Regions from separate parts of the Mus musculus genome. Here region 2 is linked to region 1. A link is a contact called in public Hi-C data. All regions are on one chromosome and are shown on one strand. The core of a region is the stretch at or near the end of the contact, and the rest is flanking DNA. Distances in the headings are between cores, read along the strand shown.

Region 1 (3,463 bases), core at 52-2,551:
CTCTGCCTCCTGAGTTCTGGGATCAAAGGTGTGCACTACTGTGCCCCACTCTGTTATTTTGTTTTTGTTTTTATCATTTTGTATTGTTTGGTTTTAGAATAATTATTTTCAAACTTGCCTACTATAGCTCCTGCATTGAAATCCAAAGGCCCTGCTTTGGGAAAGGCCAAACATTTACCTCTCTTTAGTCTGTTTTCTGCTGCTCTAACAATATACCCAAGGCTGAGTACCGGAAGAGGAATGCATGTTTCTCGGTACTGAGCAGTCTGGGAGCACTGTGCAGTCATTTGCTTGGTGTCTGGTGAAGGCTGCATGGTACATCCTAAGAATCACTGGATAGCAGGGGATACTGCGCAGTGAGAGCACTCAGAGACCTGCCATTCTAAGTGCTAATTTCTTCCTTTATAGGGGCCACACCTTTATGACATCATTCCATCCCGTTAGTACCATTAGTGGATGAAATTGAGGATGCAGGCTCTAACACATAAGTCTGGGGGTGTCACACTCAAACCATAGCAAGGAAGCCTCAACTGCCTCGCTCTTCTTTCTCTTTTGGCCTATACATGGATGGAGATGCTGAGAACAGTGTGGAAAAGGGCACGTTTGCCTCTCCCAGCAAACAGCACTGAGCTAGCTTTACCAGGTTCTTCTCAGGTCCTTCTCAGGTCTGTTTCTAGTCACATGATACTATTTGATTGTCACTTTAGCAAGGTATATGCAATCGTACCTGGTCTTCGATTTAACCAGCCCAGAGCTTATTTTTCAAACACTGAAAGTCCTAGATTCGTGTCGATGGAGTGATTTGATTTTTACAGTGCTGCAAATCTAAGATATAGCTGTAGTTTTCAGGTTTATCACCATGACACTAAAGTATAGTCAAGGAAAAAAAAAATACCCAGCTTGAATTCATTATAAATAAAACGGAAGGAATGTTTACTTTTGAGGACTAATAGTTCCCCCCTCCCTTCTTTTTGTGATTTCTTGCTTACATAATTTGTTATGAAAGAGTGCTTCTAGGTAAGCCATCTCTCCAGAGTGCTTGTAACGTCTTCTGTTCTGCTCTGGAAGGGTTAAGAGGAGACAGCATCCTGTCAAAGACCTTGTTTTTAATTTTGCTTCTCATACTGGCGCTGATCCTGCTAAGAGCAGCCCAGATTAGTTCGGGAAACCTTTGAAGAGATTTAAGATGTCCTTCAGCCAGTTTGAAGGTTTTTGTCTTGCAAATCCAGTACAAGGGCGCCTGCAGGCATCTCGACCCTTGCTGAGCCGCTGATGCAGCTCAAGGTCACTCTAACCCGCCCTGTGACATTCAACAACAACAGAAAAAAAATTATGCGGTGGAACTGCTTCAGCATTCAGCCAACCAACAACTTCCTCAGTGAGGGAACTGGGGAAGAAGTCTCTCTCCCCTCCCCCCACCTCTACTCTCTTTTTTTTTTGGGGGGGGGGGAGGCTTTGTGAATTTTTTGCTGTAGGAAATAATCCCGGATTTCTGGTGTGCGTGATGACAAGGTCATTTCTTAATTAGAACACATGTAAAGAAGAAAGCTAAATGGCTTCAAAACAGCTTTGTAGTTGATGGAGAGGATTTAAATTATTTAAAGAGATAGTCACCCATGTATGATGGAAACCGAATTCTAAAGGCATTAACTCCTTCCTCCCCATCTCCTTGCCCTTTCTTTGCATTCTCCATGTCTGACATTGCGGGGTTGCACTCTAAAATAAGGAAAATTTGTCCAAGAGTCTGGTTTATGTTTTGAGACAAAACATAATTTATAAATGTAATCCTGAGATAAACTTTTAATGGAGTTTTCTCTCGGAGACACGGCTCCTGGAAATTTTATCAAATGGCTGGAAGAACTAGGGCTGACCCTCTGGCGGCTGTGATTCATTTATACTGTATAGGAGGGAGGTGCGTAGGGCCTGATACCTTCTCTCTCTCCCCCCTGACACACCCACTTCCGATGGAGATGCCTCACTGAACTCATTAGCCCCTGTTTCTTTCAAATCAACAGCGGATCCAGATCAGGTCTTTCAAGTTTCCAAGAATTGACACGGATTTAAAATGGACCTTCCAAAATTTGTTTCTGAGGGCAGTTGACATGCTAAGGCTAATAACACCAGACCCATGAATACTTCACAGCCATGTTGGGTTTGCTCTGCTGTGGGCCAGTAGCTCAATGAGATAGACTCCAGGAGAGTCAATGTCTTCTGCTTGGACTTCATGCATGACCCTGGGGCCCAATAATGAAAGATTAATTAATTTTATGATTGTTATATTTATAGGTATTAGATATAAACCATTAAAATTGTTATTTCTTTATGTGAGAGAAAATCACATTTGGGCCGAGAAACTTGATTTGAGTTTGATGATATTGGCAGAAGAATTTCCTCAGAATTCAGACCCCATTGCTTTTCTGCAAATAGGAGCTAATGGGAATCTGGCCAACTAGTGTGTAAAGATGTATAGTAGTTTCAGTGTGAGTATTTTAACAGGTAGTTTGGATTCTGTAAGCTACACTTAACATTTTTAAGTTGGAGTGGATAACACAGTAGATTGTATAAGAACTACCTAGAATTTACTAGACCTGTTCTTGGGAGGGATTTTCTTCCTGTCAAGAAACATTTGTTTTGAGTCCATGAAAAGAAAAAGGACTCTTACATCAAGACACATAGTTTTAGGTACAGATATCGAAAAGGATTTCAGGTTTGCCAAGAGACATAGTAGAAGGGACTCTATATGCAGGGACATGGCGCCAGGCAGTGAGCTTTGCCCTTGCCTGGAGTCTGGTATGCCCTAAATGTCATGTATGACCCAAGCTCACCTGCTACTCGTTCTAATTTACTGTCCTAATTCATCGATTTGTTATCGCTAATTGTTCTTCATTTACTTGTGTGTAGTTTCCAGTACCTAAAGGGTTGAAAGGTTGCTGTAATTGGCACCCGCAGCTGCTCTTTCTTTTGACAGGGGATAATTTTGCAGCCTATGCTTTGTGTGACAGCTGCCTAATTGGGCATTCTCCTCTTGTAGCAAGCCTGCCTCCTCCAGCCTCCCTGCTGACAAATGGTGGTGGATTATAGATGAGGACAAGCTGACCCATTCGACCTTGCTGAGACAGCGGGGAGGGGCCTCCTGCTACTTTAGGGAAGCTTTAGGTCATTTAGAGGACAAGGTCAGGAGCCAGGTGGAGAAATGACATGATATCACATGACAGTAGCCTGGTGACATGGTCCGCATGTCAAGGACAAAGGTATCAGTATTGATTAAACATTCCTGCAATACTTCACTGCATTCCCTATTTCTTAATTATTGCTCCTGAGGTTTTTTTTTTTTTTTTTAGGAGAGTGTGGGGTGCAAAGGAAGGGCGCAGAAAGAACGCACTAAGCTGTGTTTTAACTGTGCCAGAGCATTTGTTTACATGAAAATAGACGTGCTTGGGGAAGCTTCCTAATGAAGTTTGTT
Region 2 (3,792 bases), core at 158-2,657, 120 kb after region 1:
TCACATTGTGTCTCTAACATCAGAGACACATTTATGGATAAGAGTACCAGAAATATTGGCGGAAGGGTCAGCCTACTCTAGTATGACCTCATCCTATTACAAATTACATCTGCAATGACTCTACTTCCAAGTAAGGTCATATTTCTGGGGCCCCAGGAGTTGGATTTTAATGCAAATTTTTAAGGAAAGTAGCAATATCATTCAAAAATATTAAATATGTGATGTCCAAGCACTCACTGTGTTTTACATTGAAGAAATGATTAGTGGCTTTGGAGAGCACTGAGATCAAACTCAAAGCAAAGTTCACAGCAGTGGCTTAGTGAGTGTCAAGTGGATAAGGGTCCCTGTGAACAAGAGAAGTGCATAATCCGAAGTCAACAGAACGCTGAGGATTTGAGAGTCTTTGAGAATCCTAGCTGCTCATCAGTGTACAGTGAAGGAGTCTTAAGGCAGCAAGTACATTTTCTTAGTGAAGTAATATAGAATGAAATGCTCTAGTTCACTAAAGTTTATATTTATATGGTTACTAACATAATCATGTGTTTGGTTATGTGCTTCCTGTCAACACAAACTCTTAGACTATTACAGTCAGTTCAAAAACACTTATACTGACGTAAGCTTATTGGGTTATATGAGAGTACATGTATACTCACATGTTTTTCCATACTTTATAGTATTCCCCAAGAGTCAAAACATTGCTCAGTTATAAAACGTAGCCAATTTGTCATAACACAGTGGTCTAGAAAGAGAAGGGCATTCACAGTTTATAATCTGAAAAGACTGCTTTTCCCTCAGAGTCTAGAGAAATCACTGGTTCATTTTTCTATGAGGAAGTCAAAGTTTGTTCAACATTTGGAGTTTCTGACTCTCTGTTTCTCATGCACAGGACCCTGGGTTCAGTTCCCAGAACTAAAGAAACAAAATTGAATCCCCTTTGTTCAAACTTGGCAAGACAAAGTAATTAGCAGTGCTTCCAGGTTGTTTTGTTTCCTAGTGTATCGTATATTTAAATATACTTTATGTGTTGTGGATGTTTTTCAGTGAAAATGGAATGTTTTTATAGGCAATTAGTATTTTCAATTAACTAATTGATATTAAAACTGTGTATAGAAGGTTGTTTGCTTCAGGATAGTATTGGGTTTCAATAATAACTTTTGATTCAGGAAAATTCTATACAAATGTGTTCCTATTTCCTTTTCCTAATCTCTCTTGAGAAAGCAAACACGAGTGAATATGTACTTAGCATTTGTTGGTGGGACGGAAGGACTGCTTGGCTCAACTTTGAACCTGGAGCATTTTTCTTTCTAAATCAATGAGTCTTTCCTGCTGAAAGCTCTACTGGTAGAGAGAGAAGCATTAGAGCCCAGAAGCAGGGGAAACCATCCTTGACAGGTTCAATGTTGCCCCCCTCAGGAGTGTCTATGCAATGGAACGTTGCGATCACCGCCCAAGGGTTTGAAGTGCTGAGGTGCAGTCAAACCTTTGAACTTAGGTTGAAAGAGCAAGTGAACATAAACAACACAGAAATCACTCTTCTCCATCTGAACTGGAGGCCGAAGAAAATGCTCTCTATTTGTGTGTGCAGAGCCAGCCTTGCCCTGAGGGGAAAGATGATTCTTTTGATAGCCTGGGAAGTAGCATTTTCTGTAAGAGAAGTTCTTAGGTTATAGGAACTTTCTGGTGACTCACACTAGCTGGCTTCTTCGGTTGAGCTGGGCAGCCCATAATCTCTTCGGGTTCAGCTTTAGGAAATTGCCCCCTAATGGGCTTTAGGTGACAGGCAGTGTCTGGACGTAGGAAGGGGAATTATTGTAGTTGACCCAGAATGGACATGGGACTTTGGAACCTCCTGGATAACATAGTTGCTTACCTTCTTGTTATCAGCCTGAAAAACTTAATCAAGTGACACACTTTTAGTCCCCTGACTGTCTCATGACCAACGGGAAGATCTTAGGCAAAGCTCAATCCAGGAAGATTGTCATAAAGTTTTCGACTGGACTCTGCCTCAGGAAAAGTTTAGCGTGTCCTGGCTTGCGTTCATAATGCTGACTCTGAGAGCTTAAGGTTTTGCCTTTTTTTTTTTTTTTTTTTGTGCCCTTTGTGGTGTTAGGAAGCAATCACAGGAATGCACACATGGTAGGAGATGTTCCGTCATGCAGGTGTATCCCTAGCCTGAAGGAGTAATGTGTTCTGGAATACAGTAAGTAACGTTCTTAAGCTCACGTACAGAACACCATGTAGCAGATTCATTCCTGTTTTTACAAAGGCTGTGGAATGGAGGAACCATAGACTTGCTAAAGGTTAGTGATGTCAGGAATGAGGAAAGACTTGTTCACGTGGAAGAGAATCTCATCCAAAGCTATGGCAATACTAAAACATTACTGTGGCAGCTCTCTCTTGCACGTCCACGCTTGCCCAAGTTTGCTAGGCAGAAGACCCTGGAGTCCATTTCAGAGGAACGTTTTGTGTTCACAGTGACATGGCTGTCACTCTTACAAAGCATCTGCTTTCTGTGCCATTAATCACACTTCTTTTACAAATATAATTAAATAGAAGTGATGACAAATTGGAGTAATGCTTTTATCTTAATAGTAGGCTTTAAGTATTTGGCTGATGCTATGATGTCTTTGTTAGACACGAGAAAGAGGATTATAATATACAAAGTCATGAAATATTTGTTCTATGCAAAGAAAGGAATCCTCAATCATTTTTATTTACATTCCTGTACAACCTGGGTCAGTCTGCCCCAGGAAATTCTCTTTTCTAGAGAAGTCTGCACACTGACCTCGTAGAGTAAACTTAGAGCATGGAACAAAGTCAGCCAAGGCTTTTGTTTGTTATGCATAATTATTGCCAGTTTCCTAGACTAAGACAGGGAATCATTAGTCTAAATAATTTTGGACAAAACTGATTTATTACTTAATTTAAATTTTTTTCATGTTCTTTAGATAGTAAAAAAAAAAAAAAAACAACAACATTTCTCTTCACTTTAGGATAAAAATAACAAACCAATCCATTAGTTACATAATTTTAGATTCTACTTCACCAGAAACATGTATTTTTTTTTTTAAACAATTGATTTTATTTTATTTTTTTAAAAAGATCAAAGACAGTCAAGTCAGGGACATGTCTTTAGCAGTTTGCATTGGTATAGTCGATTTAATTAAATAAAAGAGAAAGTAGAAGAAATCCCAGTTAGTTATGGAAAGTTAAACTATGTTATAAATATGGCTAAAGTAAGGGAATTTGTATGCCTTATATTTTAAAGGCACTGATAGGGTGGAAATAGGAGTGGCCAGCAGGGGGCTTTTTAGACTTCATCCACCTTCCAGTGTAGGAAACTGAAATGACTTTTTTCCTAAGAAAGGAACTGAGTGGGGAAGCTGAGCCCCTGTGCTTGGACAACAGTCAAGTTCCCTTCTGCTAACTCCTGTCTTCCTTTTCCCTCTCCAATCTTATTTTCCAAGACCTGGTAGGTGTGGCCCACGTGCTGGACTGAGTTATCGCAGGTCTTCAGTCCTCACCTTACACTCCACCTCTGAGAGCTTCCTGGGGAGGAATGGAATGATTGCTCCCTAGTAGAGATAAACTGAAAGGGGGTTCAGAGCAAAACGAAAAGCACATTTTAGTTATACGGGTGATGTGATAGTTCTAGAGAAAATGGCTTCATCTTCCTCGTGGATTTGCAGGGAGCACTCTGGAGCCAGGACTGGAAGGAGTAAAGGAGCGCCGGACAAGGCAGTCTTATACGACATTCTTTTGTTTGTTTTTGTTTTTTGGTTTTGCAAGACA

What was found. Hi-C and Micro-C count contacts between places; a contact is called where the count stands out from the background.
Region 2: a Hi-C map of uterus shows a contact between it and region 1, with 6 times the contacts expected there. The contact joins two enhancer-like sites. A contact is called at or near these places in 7 of 484 Hi-C or Micro-C datasets (CD4 T cells, double positive thymocytes, nephron progenitors and 2 more) and 1 of 9 other capture datasets (adipose tissue).

The regions. Positions count from the first base shown.
Region 1 is chr16:76,319,594-76,323,056 of GRCm38.p6, reverse strand. All of the region lies in intron 3 of Nrip1 (nuclear receptor interacting protein 1), which reads left to right. Among named protein-coding and RNA genes, the nearest start is that of Gm30569, 21 kb to the right of the region's middle. Within about 2 kb of position 1,301, at least 78 of the 459 cell types and tissues checked have an H3K27ac peak or open chromatin away from gene starts, as enhancers often do. A contact at or near this core is called in uterus, where this site is marked.
Region 2 is chr16:76,200,001-76,203,792 of GRCm38.p6, reverse strand. All of the region lies in intron 2 of Gm30507 (a long non-coding RNA gene), which reads left to right. Among named protein-coding and RNA genes, the nearest start is that of Gm30507, 48 kb to the left of the region's middle. Within about 2 kb of position 1,407, at least 58 of the 459 cell types and tissues checked have an H3K27ac peak or open chromatin away from gene starts, as enhancers often do. A contact at or near this core is called in uterus, where this site is marked.